Regions from separate parts of the Mus musculus genome. Here region 1 is linked to region 2. The links are chromatin contacts, called in public HiChIP or PLAC-seq maps. All regions are on one chromosome and are shown on one strand. Each heading gives the region's core, a stretch centred on a gene start, on an enhancer-like site or on the middle of the called end of the contact. The rest is flanking DNA. Distances are from core to core; before and after follow the strand shown.

The links. HiChIP or PLAC-seq counts read pairs in DNA pulled down with a chosen protein or histone mark.
Region 1: a contact with region 2 is called in an H3K27ac HiChIP or PLAC-seq map of microglia, with 4 times the contacts expected there. The contact joins two enhancer-like sites. A contact is called at or near these places in 4 of 39 promoter capture datasets (hippocampal neurons, liver and pre-B cells) and 1 of 115 datasets of contacts at active chromatin or transcription factors (microglia).

Annotation. Positions count from the first base shown.
Region 1 is chr19:45,841,291-45,847,454 of GRCm38.p6, forward strand. It overlaps Armh3 (armadillo-like helical domain containing 3), which reads right to left. Exons shown (of 26, transcript NM_198296.2): 24 at 4,818-4,896. Among named protein-coding and RNA genes, the nearest start is that of Kcnip2, 28 kb to the left of the region's middle. Within about 2 kb of position 2,346, at least 95 of the 459 cell types and tissues checked have an H3K27ac peak or open chromatin away from gene starts, as enhancers often do. A contact at or near this core is called in microglia, where this site is marked.
Region 2 is chr19:45,305,754-45,312,055 of GRCm38.p6, forward strand. No RefSeq gene overlaps it. Among named protein-coding and RNA genes, the nearest start is that of Gm29595, 5.6 kb to the left of the region's middle. Within about 2 kb of position 2,383, at least 59 of the 459 cell types and tissues checked have an H3K27ac peak or open chromatin away from gene starts, as enhancers often do. A contact at or near this core is called in microglia, where this site is marked.

The sequences.
Region 1 (6,164 bases), core at 1,096-3,595, 540 kb after region 2:
TAAGGCCGGTCTCCAACTCACAGAGCTCTGCCTGCCTCTGCCTCCCAAGTGCTGGAATTAGAGCTATTATGTTCCACAAAGCTTCAGACCATTTTGTGACCCAAGGACATGACATTCAAAAACTCTAGAATTCTCCATTCTTCCTGACTTGTTCAGGTCCTAGTTTTGAGTATTATTTTCCAATTTATGCCTCTCTATTATCTAACCGTATCCTTCCTCTTTTGAGTTAAGCTCTTCTTTCCTCTCTGTCTATTGAGCACGACAACTGCAGAGCCCTGCAAAACAAAACAGCTGATGGTGTAACATCAGCTGTAGTCTCTCTCTTTAAAATTATCTTATTTTATACGTATGGGTGCTTTGCCTGCATATATGTACCACATGCCAGCCTGCTAACCACAAAGGCCAGAAAAGGGTACATGATCCCCTAGAACTGGAGTTACAGGTAGTTGTGAGGTAGGTGTTGAACTTGGGTCCTCTGGAAGAGCAGTCAGAGCCACCTCTCCAGCCCCCAAGGACTTTTCATAGACATCAGTGGGATCCGCCGGCACAGGCATGTACACCCGGGCGCCAGGAGGCCTGCAGCTCGCCTGAGCTACACAGCAAGTTAAAGAACAGTCTGAGCAAATTAGTAAGACTCTATCAAGATAAAAACTAGAAAGGGGGTCTGGGGAATGTAGCTCAATCACAGAACACTTGCTTAACTAAATGTGTGAACCACTGGGTTTAACTGCAGTACAGGAGGAAGGGGCTTCCATTATATGCCTTCAACCCACATTTATTTAGTACAGATAAAGTAGTCCCTGAAATGTCCCAAGGAGACATAGGCTGTTCGACTCAATACCTTATGGGAATGAAAACTGGGGCCAGGGCAGTAGTGAGGGAGCAGACAACTCATTAAAAGGCCAGTGGTCTGCAGCTGCTCTTTCTGTGTCCTAGGCCCGAGTTCTAGAAATGAATACCAAGGAAAGTAGTGGTGAGAAAGAAAAGACTCAAAGCCAACACAAAGCTCTTCAAGTCACAAAGTTCTTTTGCTGACATGCATTACGACAGGGTCTCACTCTACAGCCTGGGTTGACCTTCAACAACCATCCACCTGCATGCTGGGATTACAGGCATGAAGAACAGTCACATCATCATAGATTTATCCTTTTCAAGGTTCTTATTCCTTGACCAAGGAATTCCAGTTTCTACGAGATAAGCATGAATGTTTACTACCGAGCTACACTGGAGAGAGACAGGAGCTAAATCTCAGTTGAGGGTAGACAATAAGCCTGGAGAGTAACTTTTCTCCAACTGTTCTAGGAATAACTATACCTCATAGTTTCACTATTGGTAGCACACTCCCTTTTGTTTGTTTTGTTTGAGACAGGGTCTTGTTATGTTGCTCTGGGTGTCCTAGAATTCACCACTGTGTAGACTAGGCAGGCCTCAAATTCAGATATCTACCTGCCTCTGGTATTAAAGGAGGATACCATTACACCCAGTAGGGATTACAACAATGTTCTACATTGCCTAGTATGTATGAAACATTTAAACTTATAAAAATAAATAAATCTTCAAAAATCCTCACAAAACTAGGTGGCAATGGTGGCCTCCTGTCTATAATGCCAGCACCTGGGAGGCTGAAGCAAGAGGATTCTGTGAGCTGAAGGCCAGCCTGGGCTACACAGTGAGTCCCAGGTTAGACTAGGCTAACCCTGTATTTTTTAAAAAAGGATTAATCCCAGTACTCCACAGGCAGAGGGAGGCAGGTCTCTGTGAAGCCAGCCTGGTCTACAAATCGAATTCCAGGACAGCCAAGACTGTCACACAGAAAAACCCTGTTTCCATCACCCAAAAAAGAATTCACAAATCTTTTCTAGGAACAAAATGGAAAGCTGGCAGGCAGAGCTAACAAAGAGCCTGTCCTGTCTGCCTAACTTACTAAATGCCATAAACCCCAGCTAATGCCTATTAACAGGCTTTAGGTTTTATCTTAGAAGTATTTTAGAATCTACTAAAGATTAAAATCCTGTTTTGTTTTGCCCCCGACCCCCCCTCTCTACTAATGTAGCTGCTAACAGCTGCAGGGCCTCACTGCCCTGAAAGCCAGCTCTTTGGGAAGCTGGAAATCCTTTTGACTTTGTGACATTAGGATTAAAGTTCATAAGTAACAGGAGAGAAGTACTCCACGTGTTGGAGACAGGCAAGGTAGTCAAATAACTCTAACCTGATAAAAAACAAGTTCACTTGCTGTTGCTACAGAGGAAGAGGGAGGGAGAAGGGGGAGGGGGAGGAAAAGGGCCTTCATTTAGAAGCCTTCAGAGGCAGTTGGGGAAGAGAAACCACCATTCTGAGAGCAGAGTGCTGGGGTAACAGTACTGTTACAGGAAGCGAGCGAGCGAGCGAGCTAGCTAGCGAGCAAGCGCACAATAACCAGGACTGCAGAGATTCCACGTGGACTTGTCACCAGTGACCCTCACTGCCCTGCGTTCTGTCACAGCATGTAACTGTCACACAGTAAATAGATCACCGAGGACCCCTCCTGTTGGCTGTGCTGGGGAATGAATGCTAGATAAGCACTCACAGGCACCTATCCATCCCCAGCCCTCTTCCCTATGGGTGAGTAACCTGAGTTCCTTTCCTCGATTCTGGCTTGTGGATCCAAGGACCACTTTTTAGCATCACTTTAAACCTTGAGTGGAGGTGAAAGAGGATGAGGAGACAGCTTGTCAATTTTCCCTTTTCTGATTTTTCTCATGCACCACATGGTTTTTGTTTTGTTTTGTTTTTTTTGTTTTTTGTCTTGTTTTGCTTTGTTTTGTTTTAAATTATCATTGGCTGGTGGCTGCTACCTCTGGAGAACGATGTCAGCTGTCCTCCCAAGCTGCTGCATGGCTTTCAGGCTGCCCAAAGCTTACAGTGGTAGGAGGACCATCTCCTTCCCTAACACACAGAACAGAATACACAGGCGTTCTGCAGGAAAATGACACAGACAGCTCCAACAGCAAAGAACAGGAATCTGCTCTGCTCCACAGGCAGAGGAAAAAGAGAATGAAAGCCACTCATAAAGGCAGCTTTTTAAGTGTGAGGATGGAGTCACACAGCTGGCGTCACAAAAGAGAACAAATATTGAATAGGAAACAACTGACAGATCGATCAATAGAGTTCCATTCACCTGGCTGCAGAGAGCTGCTGGAGGGAGAACTGAGAAGGCTCTGTTAAAAAAAAAGCTTGCCTGCTGCCTCACTGGGTGAACTGAATACCTTTCAAGAACATTGGAACACATGGTCACAAAATAGCTGCTAGCTGGTCCTGTCAGTTAAGAAACTCAGAAGTGCTACAAGGATGCACTGGCAAGAAAAGGAGACCAGAAAATACAAGGTTTGGAATTTATTCCTTGGCTTTTCCAACTTAGAAGGATGAAATGCAAAAAAGGAGATTCAGGTATGTAAGTACGTGTGTGTGTGTGTGTGTGTGTGTGTGTGTGTGTGTGTGTGTGTGTGTGTGTGTGTATGTATGTGGTGTGTGTATGTGTATGTCGGGGTCTTTCACTGAACTTAGAGGTCACCTGTTTAACTAGACTGCCTAGCTAGCAGGCTCCGAGAACCCACACACCTCTGCCTTTTTGATGTTGGAGTTACAGGCACGCCTCGCTTTTGTATGTGTGCGCTGGGGGCTGAGCTCAGGCTCCCATGCTTGGGCAGCGAGCGCTTTACCCAAATAAGACATCACCTCAGCAGCGTGTAAGACTCGAAAGCCCAAATGAAAGAGCAAGGTGGGGCATTCCTGCACTGGGAGGTATAGGAGGGGGCCAGGAGCTGAAAGGTCATCCTCAGCTACACAGGGAATTTAGCCATATACATGAGCTAAAATCATACACCCAACATAGGCTATATGAGCCTGGCTTTATGTCTTTTTTTCTTTGTAGCAGCAGATTTATATAAAGCTATACACTTATCAAGCTATACTCTAATAAAGACTCTTATTTAGACAGAGAGAGAGAGAGAGAGAGAGAGAGAGAGAGAGAGAGAGAGAGAGAGAACTCAGATGAAGCAGGGTTCAACTCCATGCCAGGCTGAATCCCATCTGTACTTTTACATGGTGTAGAGCTGAGCACAAGTGCTAACTGAGAAGGGGAAATCAGACCAGCCTCAAGAAGACAAATGTACAAAGCTATCTGCATCCTCAACTCAAACCTGCCCAGAAATAACTGTTCAAGGCAAAGAGAACACAATCACTAATGAAAACCCATCTCAATGAGCTCTCAATTAAAGCTCATGCTCTAATGAGCCAAATGCCTTCATGTTAAGCTGAACTCAAGGTTTTCATGTGGCTGGAATTTATGTTCATTTCTAAGTTATCAGGTCTTACTTTTGTTTGGTTTGTTGGAGTTTTAAGACAGGGTGGCATGCAGTACAGGCTGTTGCTGGACTCACTGCATAACCAAGGACACCTCTAACTCCTGCTTTTACCTTCCAAGTGCTGCGATTACAGGTATGCACCATCATGTGGACATGTCTGACTTTCAGAAATCACAATCCCTGTGCCTGAGAGCGTGACAATGGATGTCCCATCACCTGCTCTAAGACAGCGACCCATGAAGCTTCAGCTCATACTTTGTACAACTAAACAAACCCTTCAGATGGCACAAGGGAAGGAGGGTTTACTAGGTTTAAAGAAGCAGCAAGCAATCTTGCACCAACTCTTCTCACCAGCCTGGTTTGACCATCCTACTCCTTCCTTTGCTCAAAGCTTAGTAACAGAGTCCCATTACTAGAAAGAGCTTCCTGATCCTTCCCACCAGCAAGGTCATTCTGGGGAGAGCAGTGGCTTACCTGTTCCTCCGACAGTTGAGATATGTGATTCACAGCAGCATAGGACTCAATTTTGGGATTAAAGTGATTGATGATGGCTCTGAAATAAAGAATTAACATTACTATGGTCCCAGATGGAATACAGTGACAATCCAGTTAATCAGGAGTGAGCAGCCTTGGGTTTATTCCTGTCAACTTGACATAAGCTACAGTGTCAAGCCTCCAGCACATTGGCTTCTAGGCAACCCTTAATGAAATTTCTTTGATTAGTGATTATTGATGTGGGAGAGCAATGCCACCTCAGGACGGGTGGTCCTGGATAGTATAAGAAAGCATGCTGAAGGACCAGAGAGATGCCAATGGTCAAGACTGATTGCTGTTCTTACAAAGAACCCAGATCACACGAGCAGCCACACTGGGTAGCTCCCAACTGTCTCCAATTCTAGGGGATCTGACACCCTCTTCAGGCCCCTAAGGATGCTGCATGTGCCTGGTATACACACATAGGCAAACACACACACACAGAAATAAAAGGAAGGGAAGGGGGAAGGGAAGGGGGAAGGGAAGGGGGAAGGGAAGGGGGAAGGGAAGGGGGAAGGGAAGGGGGAAGGGAAGGGGGAAGGGGGAAGGGAAGGGGGAAGGGAAGGGGGAAGGGAAGGGAAGGAAGAGAAAGAGAGAGAGAAAAGCATGCAAGTGAGCAAGCTGAGCAAGCCACGAAGACAATGCACATGGCCTGTTTCAGCTCCGCCTCTGGTTCCTGTCTTGAGTTCCTGCTTTGACTTTGCTCTGAGGGAGTGACCTGGAATCTGTAAGATGAAATGAACCCTTTTCTCTACAAGTTGCTTCTGGCTACGGTGTTTATCACAGCATGAGAACAAGCACAACTGTCCTCTTCCTAAGCATGAGGCTAAAAATTATGACCTGGAAACCAACATGGGAAGGATTTAATAACTTACAGAAGGATAGAATCAAATGCCTCTGATGTGCAAATGAACTCAGAGAAAAACATAAAAACAAAAATCATGCTAAGACTTCCTGAGATGAAAAAGGTCCCAGGGGGTGTCCACTAGGGGGCCATGGTGCTCCAATCAGAACAAGCAGTACAGGCTAACATGTAGATAAAATACAGTCTCTGAGGAAGCTAAGCTTTATTAAAGCTGACATTCAGTCTTTATGCTTGTTAGTATTAGTTCCAAACCATAATTTAAATTCTATGCATTGAAACCAAGATCAGAGTGTATCACTTGATCACATCTGAAGTCACCACAGCTGGTTACATTTACCTCTCCAAAAAAAAATCTCTGAGGGTCTGGAGAAAAAGTGCTTGTTAAGCAAACACAAGAACCTGAGTTCAGAGACCCCAGCACC
Region 2 (6,302 bases), core at 1,133-3,632:
GGGGTTTGGGGGAGCCTATCTGTCTATACCCTACTATTTGAGGGTGCAGCAAGATGTACCATCTATGAAGCAGAGAGGGAGCCTTGACCAGACCCTGAGTCTTCTGCTAGCCTTGAACAGTGTGGGGAATAATTTTTAGTGACTTACATTTTGTTATAGCAGCAGGAGCAGACTAAGACCTCTCAAACAGACTGGGGCTGAGAGCACAGTGCATATGTACAGTGAGTGTGTGCACATCTAGGACACAGGTGCTATCACTTTTAAAGCAGTTTTGGTTTTTCTGTGCCAATCAAATTAGGAAACTCGGGGTTGGGGCTGTAACTTAGTTAATAGAGGGCTTGGCTAGCACACATGAAGACCTAGGTTGGATACTAACACAAATGCACACTTGCTCATCTCAGGTGAAGGTCGGAGATCAGAAGTTCAAGGATATCTTTGGGTGCACAGTGCTTTCGGGGCCAGCCTGGACTACATAAAATCCTGACTCAAAAATAAACAAATTAGGAACTTGACATTTTGGAGGAGAAAGAGCGGAGTCCCACAGGGGAGAGATAACTCCCATTTCTCCAGGCCTTATGAAGATAGACTTCCAGGATGTGATTCAGGATCATCTGCCCAACAAGCTATCAGATGATTCAGGGAATGGGCTTTGGAAAGAGCTGGAAGCAGAGAAACATACATTCACATTCACAGAAGCTCAGAACCCCTCTCTTCCCTTTCCCTGCTTAAGTGGACGGACGGCGGGAGACTGGGTTCAGAGGATAAGGGACCCATGAAAGCAGCTATGCTGTTTCTCGGGATGAAAGAAAGTTGCCAGGAGCTGGGAGGTTGAAGGTCTGGATAAAGATCCCAGCTTTACAGAGAAATACTCCCAGCCTGGGCATGAGCCTTGTCATCAAGGATGCTGTTAGCTGTTTCACTGTGATTGGCACTGAGCCTCTCTGCTTTTAGGTTCTTTACCTGGAAAAGGAAAATACTACATTCCAGTTCTAATTTCTTCGTAGTCCTGGTTGTCCTGGAACATGCTCTGTAGACCAGGTTTGTCCTTGATCCACCTGCCTCTGCCTCTCAAGTTCTGGAACTAAGGGAGTGTGCCACCACTGTCTGGCCTGTTCTAATTTCTATAGTGTTTGGAGAGCTGGACTTGGGAAGGAGTAAAGCTATTTCAGGGCTGAATATTCAGACTTCTGAGATGGACAAAGACAGTTAATTGTACTGAAAGTGAGTGAAGCCTGAAATCTCTCAAGGGACACTTGGAGTCGAGGAACTGCTGTGACCAGGACAAGTGCAGAGCAGTAAATCAGCCCAGCTGTGGGACTGAAGAAAGGCAGGCTAGAATCACCAAGCAGTGCCACCTAAATTGTCTCTGCCCTGGGATCCAGCGCCAAAGCCCAGGAGTGATGGGAAGAAACTCCAATTAACAAGGCAGCTGTCAGTCAATCTCAATGGCAGGAAATCTGTGTGCTATTATGATCTGTACTTGGGCAAGGAATATTGGCTAGGAAGTGAGATTCTGTGTTTCCTTTCTCCAGTTTTCTTAGTAAGTTGCCTGCCTGAGAGCATTAACATCCCTTCCGCTGTTAGAGCAGAGGAGGAATCCGGGCACCCCTGGTGGTAGAGCTGTGGTTAGCAGGGGCAACACCTTTTTAGACTTGTTAGAGGAACTGGGTACAGAGTATGAAGCAGGTGGAAGGAGCCAGCATGTGAGTGTTGGGGCGGGGGTAGTGAGAGTAATGGAGACACCCCACCGTCCTCTTGACTTGCCAAGATGAAACCGAACAAGCCAGTAGGGAGACTTGGAGCGGAAAATCGCCTTGGATGATATTCCCCAGAGAGAAAGGACTAGAAGCCCAGAGTCATGGGCAGCCAGAAGCCAGCAGTCAGGGGAAGAGAGGTGAAGAGAGAAGCTATCCCTTTCCACGGATGTGCCTTGGCCCCTGACCAAGCGAAGAGGGGCAGATTTTCTGTCTTGTCCCAAGCCCCTGCATCTGCCACCTTGTTTACTTCATGTCTATTTATAGTCACAGGCTCTAAGCCTGGTATGGGACTCTGCGATTTATATGACTATAAACTTCCAAAGGGCACTGAGAACTGGCAGGGCAAAGATAGGGACAGAGGCAGGCCTCCCACGGTCAACGCATCTACCCTCCCACCTACTCTGACCTTAAATGCTACCAAAGGACAAGAGGTTCTAAGACCAGACTCAGAACACCAAGCCAGGGGCAGGAAGCCACATCACTGGTTTGACCCTTCTTCCCCTGAGTCCTGGATGTGGGGTGAGGTACAGATGTTTTAGTCTGATCTCCTTCACACACTTGGGAGCGTGTAGCGAACTTCTGTGTGGTAGCGTGGTTTCATCAGACAATGACTGAGTCTGAGCGACTCTAGACTTCAGAAGAGGAAGTGGAAGTGAAGACCTGCAGCCCAGGCTCTGCCTGCCCTATCCACTGACCAACAGGAAGAAAGATGAACCATTCTCATGGCCTCCTTCTCAGGGTGCCCTTGGAGGCCTGAGCCAGCCCACCCCTCACTCAGATCAGAGATGGTTAAGGCCTGACTATAGGATTCTGAGAGGAGCTCCTTGCCCTGTCTTTCCCCCCTAGGAGGCCCCCTGTTCAGACTCTCTACTTAATAAGTCTCCCTCTTTATGCTTGCCCACTCTCTTGCTCCTCAAGTGTTTTTAAGACTTTGAACGAGTGTCTAGACTGAGTTCTCCCTGCCCAATCCATACCAACCTCCCACGGTGCACTCCACCTTCCAACCCCCACCCTCCACTAGTCCCTACTCCAGGATCTGTCATATGAGCATTAAGGCTGGGTATATCTAAGTTCTCTGTCTGTCTCGTCTGTGTGTGTGATGTGACAAAAAAAAAAATAAATAAAATGTTATTTCTGGATATGTCTGTGAGGGTGTTCCCAGGAGAATGTTCACTTTTGGTCATTCGGCTTCTAGAAGGAAGATCTGCCATCACTCAGGTGAGGGGCAGCATCCAATCCACTGAACAAAGAGCAGAAGACCAAGCTCTGCTTGTCCTCCTGCCCTAGGAGGTGGCATTGCTGGTTCAGCCTCCCACCAGGACTCCCACCTGTCGTTCTCAGGACTAAGACTATGCTCTACTGTGACAGCTCCTAGCGACAGATCTTGGTACTTCTCAGCTTCCATGATCTGTGAGCCAATCCTTCACAGCAATAAATCAATGCCTCTCTCCTTCCCTTTCTTTCCTTCTGCCCTCTCATCTCAATCATGTCTGCTTCTCTGGCGATCCTTAATCCAGTGTCTGAACTCCAGGAGCTGGGTGGGGCAGGTATGAGGAAGAGAAAGCAAGCTGCATCCGGCTGGAAGGAGGGCAGAACTCCCTTCCTGCCCTCTCCAGGGGGAGGCAGCAGAGGACCATGGGAACTGCCCCATCCAGCTATAAGCACAAGGTTCCTTCAGGTCCTCTATCCACTGTGGAGTCCATATGGAGGCACTCGCCACTCGCGTGGTCTGAAGTTTTCACACTTGCAGCCCATTTCTCTGGTGCAAAGATACCTTGGGAAAGCTAGCCTGTTTTCAACTTAGTCTCCTGCCCCTTCTGTTCATTCTTTTTTTTTTTTTTTTAAAGATTTATTTATTTATTATGTGCAAGTACATTGTAGCAATCTTCAGGCACTCCAGAAGAGGGTGTCAGATCTCATTACAGATGGTTGTGAGCCACCATGTGGTTGCTGGGATTTGAACTCAGGACCTTTGGAAGAGCAGTCAGTGCTCTTAACCACTAAGCCATATCCCCAACCCCTTCCATTCATTCTTGAGCAGTGATTTCTTACATAAATAAGCAAACCAAGCCAAAACACTTTTTTTTTTTTTTTTTTTTTTTTTTTTTTTTTTTTTTGGAGACAGGGTCTCTCTGTATAGCTCTGGCTGTCCTGGAACTCACTTTGTAGACTAGGCTGGCCTCGAACTCAGAAATCCGCCTGCCTCTGCCCAGTGCTGGGATTAAAGGCATGCGCCACCACGCAAAACACACTTTTGTCTGCAGCTCCTGCCGCTCTTTATACCTCTCAGCTCTCATCACTGTGGGCCGAATGTGACATCAGCCTGCATAGAGCCAGTCTGGCTGGTTTAGTTTCTCTGTGTTCCCTGGGTCATCACTACGATGACTACTTTTAGGTAGAACATACCCAATCTTCCCTGGTGTCTCTTCTTCTCCACTCCTATCCAAACACTTGGCAGACTCACTTTCTTGGGTACAGGGACTGGGTCTGGCCCTGGAGATGACGAGGAAGACAGTCCTGTGTCAGCCAGCATTGGGCAGTGATGATTTGGAGGATCTAAATGCCTCAGCCTAGAAATCACACCCTCCCCCGGGCATGGGACTCTGGTCCCTCAGTCTGATAGGAAATTGGCCTTGGGAAGATCAAAGACAGGTGGAGGAGGAAGGTTAGGAGAGAAGAGGACAAGGGCATTTCAGCTGTTGACATAGTTTAGGAGCTAAAAGGCTTGGAAGTTAGACCTTGGGGCAGAGATCATCTCCGGTTCAAGGCTGGAGTGGGGTTGGGACAGGTGGCCTTGCTTGGAGGCCAAGAGGGACATAAGAATGATCAAGTTTTAGAGAGCCAAGGAGGAACTTTGAACTCTGAACTGGGCAGAGTGGCCAGGACTGGGGGTCTGACCTTGGCTTAGTAGAGTTGAAACCTCAGCAGACCAGAATCCTGTGCCAGCCAGTGACCAGCATGACCACAGCTGGAAAGGCAGCTGGGGAGTTGGGAGTGGACCGACCTTATCTCTCCCCACTGAGTCATCTGTCGTTTGTTCAAGATTCCAAGATGGAAGGTAGGCAGACATTTCCCCAATCATCTAACCTAGCACAATTTCACAGCTAGAGAAAGGGAAATGTGGAGAAGGCCCTTAGTCCCTGCCGCTGCCACCACCTCATCTGCCAGCCAGCCTCGTTCTCAGACCCAGCCTGACCTCATCCCATAGCGCTCCCAGCTGATCTGCCTGCCTGCCTGCCCCAAAAGTTTGTCAGAGATTGGATCTCACTGTGCATTTTGCTCTATGCCCAGTCCTGCCAGGGCTTTATGATAGGCTGGGAACACCCCTCCTTTTTCCTTCCCCAGACTGGGGCTTCTGTGGGGTGGGTTGGGGCTCCGTTGCTTTCCATTACAATGCCTTTTCACTGTGCCTCTCTGCCAGTCTGTCTTTCTCCTTCAACCACTGTCCCCTCTCTTCTTACCCCCTCCTGGAACTGCTGAGATGGATCTCTGAAGCTTCACGTTTCTGGGGTAATTGAGTTGTGCTCCTTGATCATGCTGGGGAGGAGGCAGTGGCTGCCCATTGGTCTGGCCCTCCCCCATCTCGCTTAACCCCGCCCACCATGATCCGGCAGCGAGCGGGGAGTGACAGGGTGCTTCCTCTTCCCCAGCCCAGCTGCTTTCTCCAGCTCCCCGACTCCCCCTTTCCCCCCCTTCCTGCTCCATCTCCTGCACAAATCACATGGTGACAGCGCCATCCAACCTTTGGGGAAGGGTTTGTAAATGTGTCTTCCTTAGCTCTGATCTCCAAATTGTTCCTTTTATTGCATTTGTCACGGTGAAGATTAAAGTCCCTGGGTGGCCTGCACTACAAATCACAGAGTCGGCTCTGGGAGCAGCTGCAGGTTGGGAACGATGGAGGGGTCTGAGCCCTGGTCCAGGGTATACTTGTGTGTACACACTCACACACTCCCCGTGTGCAGTGTGAACGCGTACCTAAAAACAGAAAGCTGGGGGCCCTGAATTGCCATTCTGAGCCATTTGTCCCCTCTGTAGCAAATGGTGACTTCTTCCTCCGGGCTGTCTTCCAGGATCCCTCTACCCATACTAGAGGTTGGGAGGATAACTCAGTAGTAGAGTTCTTGACTGGTGTGTTGTTGGAGGTCCTGGGCTCAGTTCCTAGTGCTGCAAGAAAAGGGAGTCAAGGTGAGCCTCTCCTGTTCTCTAATGGATGTTGCTGTCCACGTTGGTCAGGCGTGAGGGAAAGCTATGCTCACAGCAGAGGTATTTTGCTCTCTTAATGGGTCAAGGACGGCCCAACAGCCAAACTCCCTGTGCCTGAGCCCCATAGGCACAGCTGGCCCGTCCTTGTCCACAGCTCCCACATCCTTTTCTTTCTCATCCGGGACACAACTGGATGCAGGAGAGACACAACCAAGGAGCCCAGAGGACAAAGCTCCCTTGTACATGCACAAAACAAAACAAAACAAAACAAAAACGGTCCCTTTCCTACCCTTATGAGGTGGGCTTCCTGTCTGTCCCTCATGTACATTCATAACATTCAAA